2 separate regions of the Mus musculus genome follow, and region 1 is linked to region 2. The links are chromatin contacts, called in public HiChIP or PLAC-seq maps. All regions are on one chromosome and are shown on one strand. Each heading gives the region's core, a stretch centred on a gene start, on an enhancer-like site or on the middle of the called end of the contact. The rest is flanking DNA. Distances are from core to core; before and after follow the strand shown.

The links. HiChIP or PLAC-seq counts read pairs in DNA pulled down with a chosen protein or histone mark.
Region 1: a contact with region 2 is called in an H3K4me3 HiChIP or PLAC-seq map of bone marrow-derived macrophages, with 2.4 times the contacts expected there. The contact joins the promoter of Nipa2 here to the enhancer-like site in region 2. A contact is called at or near these places in 3 of 39 promoter capture datasets (the C10 cell line, cranial neural crest and liver), 3 of 484 Hi-C or Micro-C datasets (centroblasts, conventional type 1 dendritic cells and peritoneal macrophages), 3 of 115 datasets of contacts at active chromatin or transcription factors (bone marrow-derived macrophages and embryonic stem cells) and 3 of 9 other capture datasets (adipose tissue, liver and pancreatic islet).

What each region holds. Positions count from the first base shown.
Region 1 is chr7:55,959,221-55,965,347 of GRCm38.p6, forward strand. Nipa2 (non imprinted in Prader-Willi/Angelman syndrome 2 homolog (human)) reads right to left here and starts at 3,273. Exons shown (of 7, transcript NM_001256130.1): 1 at 2,980-3,273; 2 at 2,232-2,352. It overlaps A230056P14Rik (RIKEN cDNA A230056P14 gene), which reads left to right and starts at 3,311. Exons shown (of 6, transcript NR_015495.2): 1 at 3,311-3,452.
Region 2 is chr7:55,867,055-55,873,452 of GRCm38.p6, forward strand. Cyfip1 (cytoplasmic FMR1 interacting protein 1) reads left to right here. Exons shown (of 31, transcript NM_011370.3): 2 at 4,805-4,922; 3 at 5,013-5,102; 4 at 6,392-6,398. The coding sequence starts at 4,806. Among named protein-coding and RNA genes, the nearest start is that of Cyfip1, 28 kb to the left of the region's middle. Within about 2 kb of position 1,372, at least 42 of the 459 cell types and tissues checked have an H3K27ac peak or open chromatin away from gene starts, as enhancers often do. A contact at or near this core is called in bone marrow-derived macrophages, where this site is marked.

The sequences.
Region 1 (6,127 bases), core at 2,023-4,522, 94 kb after region 2:
AGCTAACATTGGGGGTCCCAATGTAGTTACCAATAACTAAGACCTTTCCTTTGTTCCACACCTAACTTTTTTTTTGTTTGTTTGTTTGTTTGTTTTTCGAGACAGGGTTTCTCTGTGTAGCCCTGGCTGTCCTGGCACTCACTTTGTAGACCAGGCTGGCCTCAAACTCAGAAATCCGCCTGCCTCTGCCTCCCAAGTGCTGGGATTAAAGGCGTGCACCACTACGCCCAGCTCACACCTAACTTTTAAATCTTAGTTCCTAATACTGTATTTCACACACCTTGTGTTCTTTCCATGGCTACCACTTTAATCTACTCCTAATTGTCTATTTACCGGCTTCATTGCAAAGGGCCCAACCAAAAAGCACTCCTGTAAGCAATTCCTAGTTGAATTCCAGGAGCCAAAGTAACTACCATGTTTCCTGAATTCCCTAGACTTTAGCCTATTCCATTCTGAATTTCCTAACCTGTATTAAGGTTACTTATATAGATCATAACCTCCTTCGCTGTGGCTCTCAGTGAAAAACTGGGCTTGCCTATAAATCACATTTACTTAAACTAACAAAGGTGTTCTGAGTACATAATGTATGAACAAGGGGATAGAGCCATGAAGAAAAACACAGACCAAAACTCTGGTCTTCATGAAAGTTACCTCCCAGACAGAAGCAAGGTAAAACAAGAAATAAAAGGGCACTGCAATGTGGTAAATGCCATGGTGAAAAATAATGCACACTAAGGCGCTAAGGGAGGAGGCCTTGATGAGGTAACACTGCGCAGACTTGAAAGGGATGGAAAAAGAACAAAGTGGCACTATAAACGCAGGCTCTACTTAAGAGCAGGTATGCTGTTTTCTGGGAAAGGAAAGATTACTATGGTTGAGTCTAAGTGAGCAAAGTTATGTGAGATACCACAGTAGAGTAACATTCCAACATTACATGTTAGACCACACAGGAGCCCTATAAGCAAGACACAAAGCCAAAAAATATGAACACACCTGCAATCCATTTATTCTTACTTAAAGTCCTCACAGAACTTTATACAAGTGTTAATTTCAAATTTATCTATACAAAATCAATACAACTAGCTATATACAAAATGTTATAGCTGGGAATGTTTTAATCTGAGATATGTGCTTAGTTCTACAATAAAGAAGTATGTAGAACTTTAGTTTGTCAAGTAGGGAGTTTTAAAGTCTCTAATACAATTTTTACTAACTATAACCTTCATGTTATACATTAAATCTCACAACTTACTCTATATACCTGTTACTTTGCATCCTTTGATGCAAGTCTCTCTTCAACCCACCATCACATGTCATGTCGCTCTACAGAGTTCTTGTGTCTACCACAACAAATGCCCTCAAATAAGTCAGATTTAGGTAAAGCTTTTTATATTTTCTATAGAAAAAAATTGGGTACTATTTAATCATATGTGACTCATTTTATATCTTCACAGAGCTTCAAAGTCAGTAGAACTGCTTTCCTTACATCAAAGGGCTACCACTTCAAACAATATCAGAGGATAGTGTTATTTCTCCTTGACAGCCACAGAAAACACATCTCAGAATGTTAGGCACTCATGAGAGGATCACTCAGAAAAGAGATTGGCTCTACTAATCCTGACTGCCATATCATCTTAAAATGTTAGAACTGAAGGGTCTCCTTATGGAGTCCAGGCTGGCCTTGATCTTGAAATCATCCTGTCCCAGCCTCCGGAGTGCTGGAATTACAAGCTTGTATCACCATACCTGGCTGTAAAAGTTCAGCTCTTAAGTCTACTTCTACATAATGTTTACTACTATCTAAAGCTTATAGCAGTCTCAGCTTCAGGTTTAGCTCATTTTTCTTGTGTGTGCACACCTAGTAGTGGTATTTCCCGTATCTGTGAAAAACTAAAGAAAACAACATTATCAGTCATTCTCCACCTTATTTTTCCTGATGGGGCCTCTCAATCAACCTAAAGTTTACTGACTCAACAAGACAAGCTAGACAAGAGGTGGGCAGGAACCTCCGGGCAGTGGTGGCGCATGCCATTAATCCCAGCACTAGGGAGGCAGAGGAGGCCAGCCTGGTCTACAGAGTGAGTTCCAGGACAGCCAGGACTACACAGAGAAACCCTGTCTCTATAAAAATCAAAACAAAAAACAACCAAACAACCAAACAAAAAAATACTACAGAACCTAATCTCCGATCTAACTTAGCAATACTGTTAGAAATTAAAATTTTAACTTACATGTAAGTTTAATATGGTCTTTCTTTTAAAAAACAGAGATGATTTATTCATTCTCATTTTCTTGGAAACGCTATCCTTTATTCCCATTTAAAGTATTTAACCACGGCAGAGTAGTTCCACCCTGGAAAGAAGAAAATATGGAAGTAGGTGAAAGGACAGAAAATTACTAAATACTTAGATATATAGTTACTGGCCTTCCTGTTCTTTCACTTAGTAAGTACTGTAAGAGCTTCTACATACAGCTTACTGGAATGAAAAACGTCAAATCTCAGACTTCCTCTTTTAACTTTAAAAATAATTAATATGGTATCAAACGGGCACATGATATAGAATCTAAAGAAACTGCACTCAAGACCACTCCTAAACTAAATGCCTTGCCATTATCGTAGAGAAATCAAAGAAGCAGGAACCCCAAACCCTGCATTTTGTGTAAACCCTATTAAGTGCCAGGGAACTGAGTCAAGCAAGCTCAAAACGTTACAGCAAGCCGAAACCATCTTCTGAAAACTCACGAAGGCAAATAAAACTGATATGCAGAACTTAACGAGTACGCGACCGGACAGGGCCAACCAGCCAGACTTCTGCCGGATTGAATGGCAATCAATCCGACTCACTGCGGATCACCAGGGAAGCTGCGTCCACCCCAGAACACGCGAAAAAGCAAGTCGCCCCGGGGCCCTTCTCCGACCTCAGGCGGCCGACACAGCCCGCAGCTCCGCCCTGGAGCTCGCTTACAGGAAGTAGCTACCTTAGGGCCGTCGCAGGCCGGCGGGCGACTCGGCTCCCTCCGGGACGCGACCCCGGTGCCCGCTCAGACCCCCACGCAGGCAGCTCGCTCCTGCGCGCACACAGCCACCGTCTCCGGCGACGTCCCGCGGGAAGTTCGTGCATCCGAGACTGCAGTGAGCGCCGCCTCCTCCATGGGAGAGCCGAGAGGAGCCTACCTCGGACAGCCTTCGGCCGCACCGCGGCCAGCACCAGAAGAGCCGCCGAGAACCTGCCGGGAAACCTGGGCGCAGACTAGTGACGTAAACCGCGCGCGCTGGGCAGGCACAGCTCAGGCCCCGCCTCCGCAAGGCTCTTCGCCCCGCCCTGACAGCGAGCCGGAGGAGCCGTACCTTCTAAGGTCATCTTTGCTCACCTACTCATCAAAAATCCAGCCCTGTTATTTAAAATCCGATTTCCTGGGAGTCTTCACGTGGGACCTTTGGGATGGAGGAGGTGGGTTTGACCGCAAAGGGCGGAAGTGGGCGGGACAAGGAGGCAGGTTTCCAGGGAAGAGACAGTAAAGCTTGTGGAGGAGGACCTTGTGATTTGGACAAGAGATCTTTTCCACGAGATGCACAGGAAACAAAGTAATAGCTTTTTCTCGGCTGCTTTTGCTTTGAAAAGACCATTGAAGGCTGCTGAAAATCCTTGTTTACAGGATATGTTACTCCAAGAACATTTGTTTGGGTGTGTTTGGGAGGGAGATCCTTGTAAAATGAATTATACATTTATTGAAACATTAAAAACAGCACTGTAGTTTTCCTATCTCCTATGCTAATGCTTTGGACGTGATGGTCTAAAACATTGAGGGAGTGGCTAAGTAGCTAATTTAAAAGCTACTCTGCTGTGAACTTGACAACCAGATACCCAAGTGTCTTAGAACTGGCTCTTGAGGACTTATTTTGCTCAATTTTTAGGGTAGGCTAATTTCTAGATGACATGCAAGTGGGACTTTGATGATCAGGTAAATACAGAATGACTCCAATTTTTCCACCTTTCCATGTGTCCACAAATTTTACAGTACCTGCATCTCCACTCTCCCTGAATCTGCATTGGCTGGGGGAATGGTATTGAGCAAAGAAAAATGCAATGAAACTTGATAAGAAGCCCGGACTGGTGGGCAGGAGGGAATAATGGAGAACAAATGTAGTACAATGTAGACCAGGAACAAAGCCACCATACTGACTTCCTTCCTGGCTAACTCAGAATTGCTGGCAAGGGTCAGGTTGGTTCACATCAGCAAAACTGCCCCACTGACCCATCGGCCTAAAAGAAAGAATAAGTGATTGCCACCTCATTTTGGTTTAAATTGATAGGCAGCAATAACTTAACTGATAAAGATGGCAACAGACATCTCCAAAGACCTGTTGATTATCATAAAGGCACTGGTTGGTTCATTTGAACAGGTGTGTGCCGTATGTGGGATCAGCATTGTAATTTAACCGTGGTAGAGAATTATCTTGTGGCACCTCCCTCTCCCTTCCCTTCCTCCTTCTCACTCCCTCCTCCCCATTGTCCTAAACATCCAAGGTACAGATCCTTCTCATCCATCTGCTTTCATCATTACAATCCTTTAGCTACTGTCACACTCATTATCTGGTCCTCCAAGCCAGTACTCACATCACACAGTGGAGTGAGTGTGGTGTGTGTGTGTGTGTATGTGTGTGTGTGTGTGTGAGTGCCTATTTAGTATGCTGCGGGCTCCTTAAATGCGCAAATCATTTTTCTAAGTCATAATGTTCCATATCTAATATTGTGTGACTGTTCAAGCAGTGATCATGGGTACCTTTAAAGTTTTAAAATCTAATTTTTGTAGGCCCTTAGGAGACAGAAACAGCAGGATTGCCACAAATTGAAGACTAGCCTGAGCTACATACACATTTTCAGGGAAGCTTGGTTACAGCGTGAGACATTGTTTCCAAAGGAAAACAAAACAAAAGAAAAGTTAAATAATATTGTAATTCTCATATGTTCCTGATGGAATTTAAACTAGCACAACCTTGGGAAATGGACTGACAGCTTCTACAAAAGTTGAATATAGTTAAACATGGTAGCAGATACCTTTAATTCCAGCACTTAGAAGGCAGAGTTCAACCCAGTCTGGTCTACACAGGAAGTTCCAGGACAGATAGGGCTATATAGACAGATGGTGTCTCAAAAAAAAAAAAAAAGCTAAACATACTACAACCATATGACCCAACTGTTTAAGTTATCTATCAAAAAGAAATGAAAACATTCATATAAGCATGAGAGAAATTGTAAATAAATATTCTATAGCTACAGCGGTTATATTTGCAATGACAACAAGCACACCTGTACACATCGCAAATAGCCTAATGTGAGTGGGAAACTAGCCAGTAATAAAACGAAGTGAACTACTGATAGATGCTATAAAATGACTGAGTCTCTGAGAAGTGAAAGCCAGCCTCTCCTTGTACATAAAATATCTGGCTAAGAGAATTAAAAGGAAATGGGAGCTGGAGAGAGGGCTCAGCTGGTAAGAACACTGGCTGCTCTTCCATAAGACCAGGGTTCGATTCCCAGCACCCACATGGCAGCTCACCAGTGTAACTCTAGTTCCAGAGGATCTGGCACCCTTGCACAGACAAACATGCAGGCAAACACATCAATGCACATAAATAATAATAAATCTTGGAAAAGAAAATCTAGGGACTAGGAAGTAGCACATAGTGACAAAAAGTGATGGTGTGGGCACGGAGGGGCAAGAAAAGCAGGTTTCAAGGACCCAAAGGAAACTGGCATAACGACTGTTTTCAGTTTTGTTCCTGATGTGACTTTCATCACATACACTGCATGATATGCTTGTGGTGGTTTGAATATGCTTGGCCTATTATTAGGAGGTGTGGCCTTGTTGGAGTAGGTGTCACTGTGGTGGTGGTATTTGAGGTCAGATATGCAAGCTCCACCCAGTGCACAGAGAGTACCCTTCTCAGTGCCTTTGAATCAAGATGTACTCTTAGCTCCTTCTCTAGCACCATGTCTGCCCCAATTAAATGCTGTCTTTTATAAGAGCTGCCTTATTCATGGTGCGTCTTCACAGCAATGGAATCCTAACCAAGAAAACACACTAGATGATTACAACCTCTTATGTGCCAATTATACCTCAA
Region 2 (6,398 bases), core at 122-2,621:
GTAGCTCTTTGCTAGTGGGTGTTATAAAGATTACAGAGTACATGCCTATTAACTTTCCCTAATCCTTAGGGCTAGAGAACGTGGAGATCTTACCACCATGTAGGGTTGCTTTTCTCTGGTGAATTGAGTTCCCTTTTGTGCCTTTGTACTCTGGGTAAAATAATTGAAAAACAGACTTAGAAGGTTGCTTGAGAACCATTTTATTCGAGTTTTTGAAAACAAAACAAAACAAAAACCCAACAGGGCAGGTAAGCTGTAAATCTTGGCAGTTCCCAGGGAGAAGGGAGCTGGGAAAACCCATGCCTTGAGTTAGGAGCAACAATGCATGTCTCTAAACAGCCGTTAAGGAAAACATGCGTAGGGTTTCGGCTGGTGTTCAAAGAAGAGGGAGACAGGAGGAAGGGGAAAAGTTACAGCTCAAAAGATGGGCACCCTCAGCAGAGATCTGCAGGCAGTGACCCTGAAGGAGGGGCTTCTGGGTTATCTAAGTACTTTAATTCATTAAAGAAATGGTTGCTTTTCCCATGTGCTTGGTTAGCATGGTGAATTAGCTAATCAGGTAATCTGTCCAGGTAATTGAATGTCTAGTTGGATTGTCTGTCTGTCTGTCTGTCTATTTGATGGATACCCCGTTCCCAGTGTTCCTCCGCTCCTCCCCCCCCCCCATCCCCTCTGACAAGGTGGAAGCCCCATTACCACTTTCCCTCCAACCCCCGGGACATCAAGTCTCTACAGGGCTAGGCACATCCTCTCTCACTGAGGCCGGACAAGGCTTTTATCTCTCTCCACATAGTGCTGGCTGGCCTTGACCCCAGGAATCCACCTGCCTCTGCCTCCTGAGTGTTGGGATTAAAGATGTGTGCTGCCATGCCCAGCAGTTGGAGTAACTTTTAAACATTTTTTTCCACAACATAACATTTTTATTAATTATTTAGGAATTTCATACAATGCATCCATCCTTTTCCCTCTGGCCTGCCTGTGTGCTTAAGCTCATGTGGAGAATTGTCAAGTTTTCTACATTTTATCTTTCAGTTCTAAGAATCTCCACTGTCCACAGACATACATGCCAACAAAACACTCATACACCTACATTCAAATAAAAAATAAAATTACAGCCAGGTAGTGGTGGCACATGCCTTTAATCCCAGCACTTGAGAGGCAGAGGCAGGCGGATTTTTGAGTTCGAGGCCAGCCTGGTCTACAAAGTGAGTTCCAGGAAAGCCAGGGCTACACAGAGAAACTCTGTCTCGAAAAAACAAACCAAAACAAAACAAAAATAAAATTACAAAAAAATCTCCACTGAGTTCTCGTTTCTTTGGTTTGGCTGCTTGTTGTTCACCCTGAACTTCTCCATTTGGTTACTGGGACTTTTCACAGTTGATGCTTTGAAGTCAGAGGTAGGAGCTGTGACTTCCTGCTGTTGATTGTATAATCACATCATGTATATTAATGAAAACGCAATTACATCAATTTCCTCCTTTCTTCCCGCCAGCCTGCCTCGGGTAACCCCTCTCGCTCTCTCGCTCTTTCCATGTTCCCCATTCCTCTCAAATTCATAACCTCTTTTTCTTGATTGTCACTGTTACATACTGGCATATATATTCATAATATATAAACATAGCCTGATGAGTCTGTGTGTATATGGTTTCAGGGCTGATTGCTTAGGGTTAGATAACCAGTTAGAAGGCTTACCCCCGAGGAGAGGCTAATCCTCCTTCTTTTCCTATGGGTGCGACCTCTAAAAGAGCACAGAGTCCTCGTCCTCACAGATAGCACTAGAGAAACCAGGAATGTTACACTCACAAAGGCTTACAGGGATTTATACCTGCTTTCCACCCAGAAGGCTGGGACTGGATGTTGTTAATAGCCTGGTGAACTTCGCTATTCTATAGAGCTAGGCCTCACTTGAATCCCTCCAGACTCGTGAGCATTATTTCTCCCTCATTAGAACCAACTCTTAAGAAAGGGTTACTTTACATGGCCTCTGCAGAAGAGTTTACTATTCTTATTACAAAGCTTTCCTACCTAGACAGCTGTCCTGAGCATTGTTTCTCAGTCAGTAGAACATGCATATGACATACTTTACAAGGGAGTTTCAATGTAGTCATGCCTTAAGCTTTGTTGTAATAATTATCAGAAGGAAACTTGTTTTCAAAGTTGTACTGTGCTTAAATATGTCAAAATTAAACCACTGGAGGGTCACCTCTGCCAGCTATAACATTTGCAGGGAACCCCCTCAGGGACCCTTTGAGATTTTACCTCTGTGGTAAATGGTGAATAAAATGGCCTGAATGGGTATATAGAGGGTGGTATTATTAGTAGGTGTGGCCTTGTTGGAGGAAGTGCGTTATTAGTCACGGACTTTGAGGTTTCAGGAGCTCAAGCCAGGCTTTATGGTTCAATAGTTTTCCTGCTGCCTGCCAATCTGGATGTAGAACTCTCAGCTCCTTCTCCAACACCATGTCTGCCTGTGCACTGCAGTGCTTCCCACCATGGTGATAGTAGGCTAAACCTCTGGAACTGTAAGCCAGTCTCAATTAAATGGTTTGCGTGTAAGAGAGGCTGTGGTCATGGGGTCTCTTCACAGCAATAAAACCCTAAGACAACCCCTTTCTGCCTTAGCATGTTTATTGATACTGCCATTGTTCGAGTCTTGTTTATGCAACCATTTGTAAAATACTGTTTCACAGCAGATATCCTGGCGTTTTGGCTCTTAGACCCCAACATGTGACCTGAACTGTAGATGTGTAGGATATGTGATGTAAATATAGCCATCAGGGGTGGGTTCTCCAAGAGCTGTTCATCTCTGCATTGTGTCCGGTTGTGCTTTCCTGTAATTCCCCAAGAGCTGTTCATCTCTGCATTGTGTCCGGTTGTGCTTTCCTGTAATGGCCTCCATTTGCTCTAAAAAGAAGCTTCTTTGGTGAGGGATGATACTGCATTTGTTTTGGATATAATGATGAGATTTATAATGCAGTTAGGAATTATTCTGGACTGGTAAAGTGGAAGTAGCAGATTTTCTTCTGAGATCCATGGCCTCAGTAGCCCCAGGAAGTTGCCTAGGAGGTCTTTATGTGCTGGGTAACACATAAAGTGGAAACTGGACATTGTGGATGTTATGCTATGAGACTTTGGTCTTACCATAACCACTGGAGGGTGTTGCTGCTTTTACGTTTATTAAGCAAACAGCCTGTGTTCTCTGGGCTGTAGCTCCCATTTCAGTACTGCTTCTGCTATGCCACTTAGACCTGTCTTCCGCTGTGTGTTTCAGTGGCTATATGAGACCTTTCTTGTGGCTTTATAAGTACATGCAGTCTTAGATCAATACTTGTGCTGTTTGAGGTCAGTCTGGATTTTTTTAAAAAAATGTTTATTTATTTATTTATTTATTTTATGTGCATGAGTACACTGTAGCTATTTTCAGACACCCCAGAAGAGGGCATCAGATCCCATTAGCGATGGCTGTGAGCCAATCATTCAGTCTGTAATTTGATGAACAGTTCTGAGGACTCTCTGTTCCTCACCACACTGACTGAGGACTTGCTGGGTCTCTGGAACCTCCCTTTTCAGTTTCCGTCTTAGACTGTAACTCTGCTCCTTCAGAGGACACAAGGGCAGCATGCCGAGGCCTGTGGGTCTTTAACGTCCGCACTGCCATTTTGTGGAGACTTGGATCCTTTGTGCTACTTCCATCTTAGAACACAACCTGTCCTGTGGCTCCACCTGTGGACAGAGCCCAGGTCTTCATACCTCCCCTCCAGGAGAGTGGACTATCTTTGTACCCCACCACCTATCCTGCTAGGGCCAGAACACTTTCAGTGGGAGGGAGGGTCTGTGCTTCTTCTGCGTTTTGTAGCTGGCATAGAAGACTTGTGTTATACCTGCACCTCTCTGCATTTCTGTCCTAGCCTTGGTGTTTATGACTTTCTCTCTAACAGCCACTTCCCTAGTTCACCTTGGACATAACTTCTCTAGTAGCATGTCTGTGATTCCAGCCTGCCTGATTCTAGCTGTACTGCTGGTGGCCAAGGGCAATGCTCTCACGCCTGTCCCTTATATATTTGGAATAACCATGCAGTAGATGCTGCCCTCTTGCAGCCATTTGAAGGTTTAGTATAGAGGGTACTCTGAGGGGCCCTAAGCACTAGCAACTAGGACTGGAGTGCCAGTATAGAAAGGGTGTGGGAAGTGACAGCAAATGTAGTATCCAGAATATTCTATAGTAACCAGGTATCCTTAGTTAGGGACTCTATTTGCTGTGAGGAGACACTATAAAACTCTTATAAAGGAAAACACTTGATTGGTGCTGGCTTACAATTTCAAAGGAAGGGAAACATGGCAGCATGCAGGTGCACATGGTGATGGGGGAGCTGAGAGTTCTGCATCTTGATCCATAGGCAGCAGAAGCAATTGTGTGCTATCCCGGGTGTAGCTTGTGCATAGGAGACCTCAAAGTCTGCCTGCACTGTGGCACACTTTCTCCCACAAGTCACACTTATTTCATCAAGACCACACCCCCTAATCGTGCCACTCCTTATAGGCTAAGCATTCAAACACATGTCTGTGGGGCCCATTCCTATTCAAACCACCACCCCAGGGTGACTATGAAGGTCAAGAGAGCCTTCCCAATAAGCCTGGAGGAAGGAAAGGCTCCCAAGGATAGTCCCCAGGCCCTTGTGCTCTGGTCGTCTCCAGTGCCCTTGAAAGAAAGGGAAGAGAAGCCCATGTGACCCGCTGAAAGCTTGTTGTGTATTCCAGGCCACATCTTTCCTCACGGGTGGCTCTGTACTTTGTTCTGTTGCAGGATGGCTGCCCAAGTGACACTAGAGGACGCACTGTCCAATGTGGACCTCCTGGAGGAGCTGCCTCTGCCTGACCAGCAGCCCTGCATCGAGCCCCCACCGTCCTCGCTGCTCTATCAGGTAGGTCTTGGGGCAGATGTGACGTAGCTGGCTGCTCTGACCTCTCAACGTGACCGTTTGTTTGTTTGTTTTTTTCCCATTTTCCTTCAGCCAAATTTCAACACCAACTTTGAAGACAGAAATGCATTTGTCACTGGCATTGCAAGATACATCGAACAAGCAACTGTCCACTCTAGCATGGTAATGTATCTATTTGTTTCTGAATGTCTTGCAGGTGTTATATTTGAACAGCAAACAAACTATATTTCCTGATAGATTAGGTTGAGAGAAAGATAAGAAAATGTCTTATAGTTTTAAGGAAGTCTTTGCCTTTATTATAAAAACAATGGATATTCTTTTAAAAAATTTAATCTCAAGATGGGTGGTGGTGGCACATGCCTTTAATCCCAGGGATACCCAGGCAGAGGCCAGCAGATCTTATAGAGTGAGTTCCAGGACACCTAGGGCTACATAGAGAAACCCTGTCTTGAAAAACAAAACAAACAAGTAAACAAACAAAAATTTCTCTGGCCCAGAGAAATTCTTTGCCAGCATTGCAAGGGTACCTCTTTTAGTTAGCGATCTTCTTCCGTGTCTGTACTTACATATGTTATGTATATACTCATATGGGACTTGGGTTATCTAAATGAATTCTGTTGTAATTATATATTTTGATGGTTTTATGAACATTTTCAAATCATGGCATTTACTAGAGAAAATACCTTTAATATCTTATAACCCATATTGCAGTGTCTACAGTTGACTATTTTTCTACATCTACTCTGTTTCCCCTTTTGTGTGATAAAGAATACCGTGATGAACGTATTCCTATATATTTATAAAAATGAAGTTATAAAAAGAAAAGCAGCAGTACTTTTAACTCATCTTAAAAACCATTGCCAGATTTCTAGTCACATCTTAAAGAACACCTATGGGATTTTACCCTTCTTACCAAAGCAAATGGTATGGAAGTAATGGAACCGAACATCAAAAAGTAGATTTTAAAAATGATGGTAGCCCTCTTCTTGTGGACCGCATCCCTAAACTTTTAGTGCTGTAAGAAGCAGGCTGTCTTTTCCTCCTGTGTATCCTGGGCTGGCAGCTCTGCTTCTGGACCCTGTGTGAACCAGGAAGCTTGGTGTGGCTGGAGAAGAAGCTATGAGCATGGCGTGTCTTGCCCAGGCTTTCACACCCCTAGCTTCAGGTCTGCATTATAGGTAGTTACTTAGGGTTGAGGGGGGCCAAGATGTATCTCTGTGGCAGCTCTCCTCAGAAATGACTGCACTGTCACCCAGAATCCTTTGCAGCCTGCTGAAGCTGAAGGGGATGTTTGCAGTAGTTATGGTGGTCTGTCATGTACAGTGTGCCTCTTGTCAGGCTACCGTGTCTCAAGAGGGTAGGTAGGGCACTTTGTGGGACTACCGGCAGTTTCCATCTCTCTTTGTGCTTCTTATTCTGCTTGTACGTGATTTGTCCTGTGTATTTTGCAGAACGAGA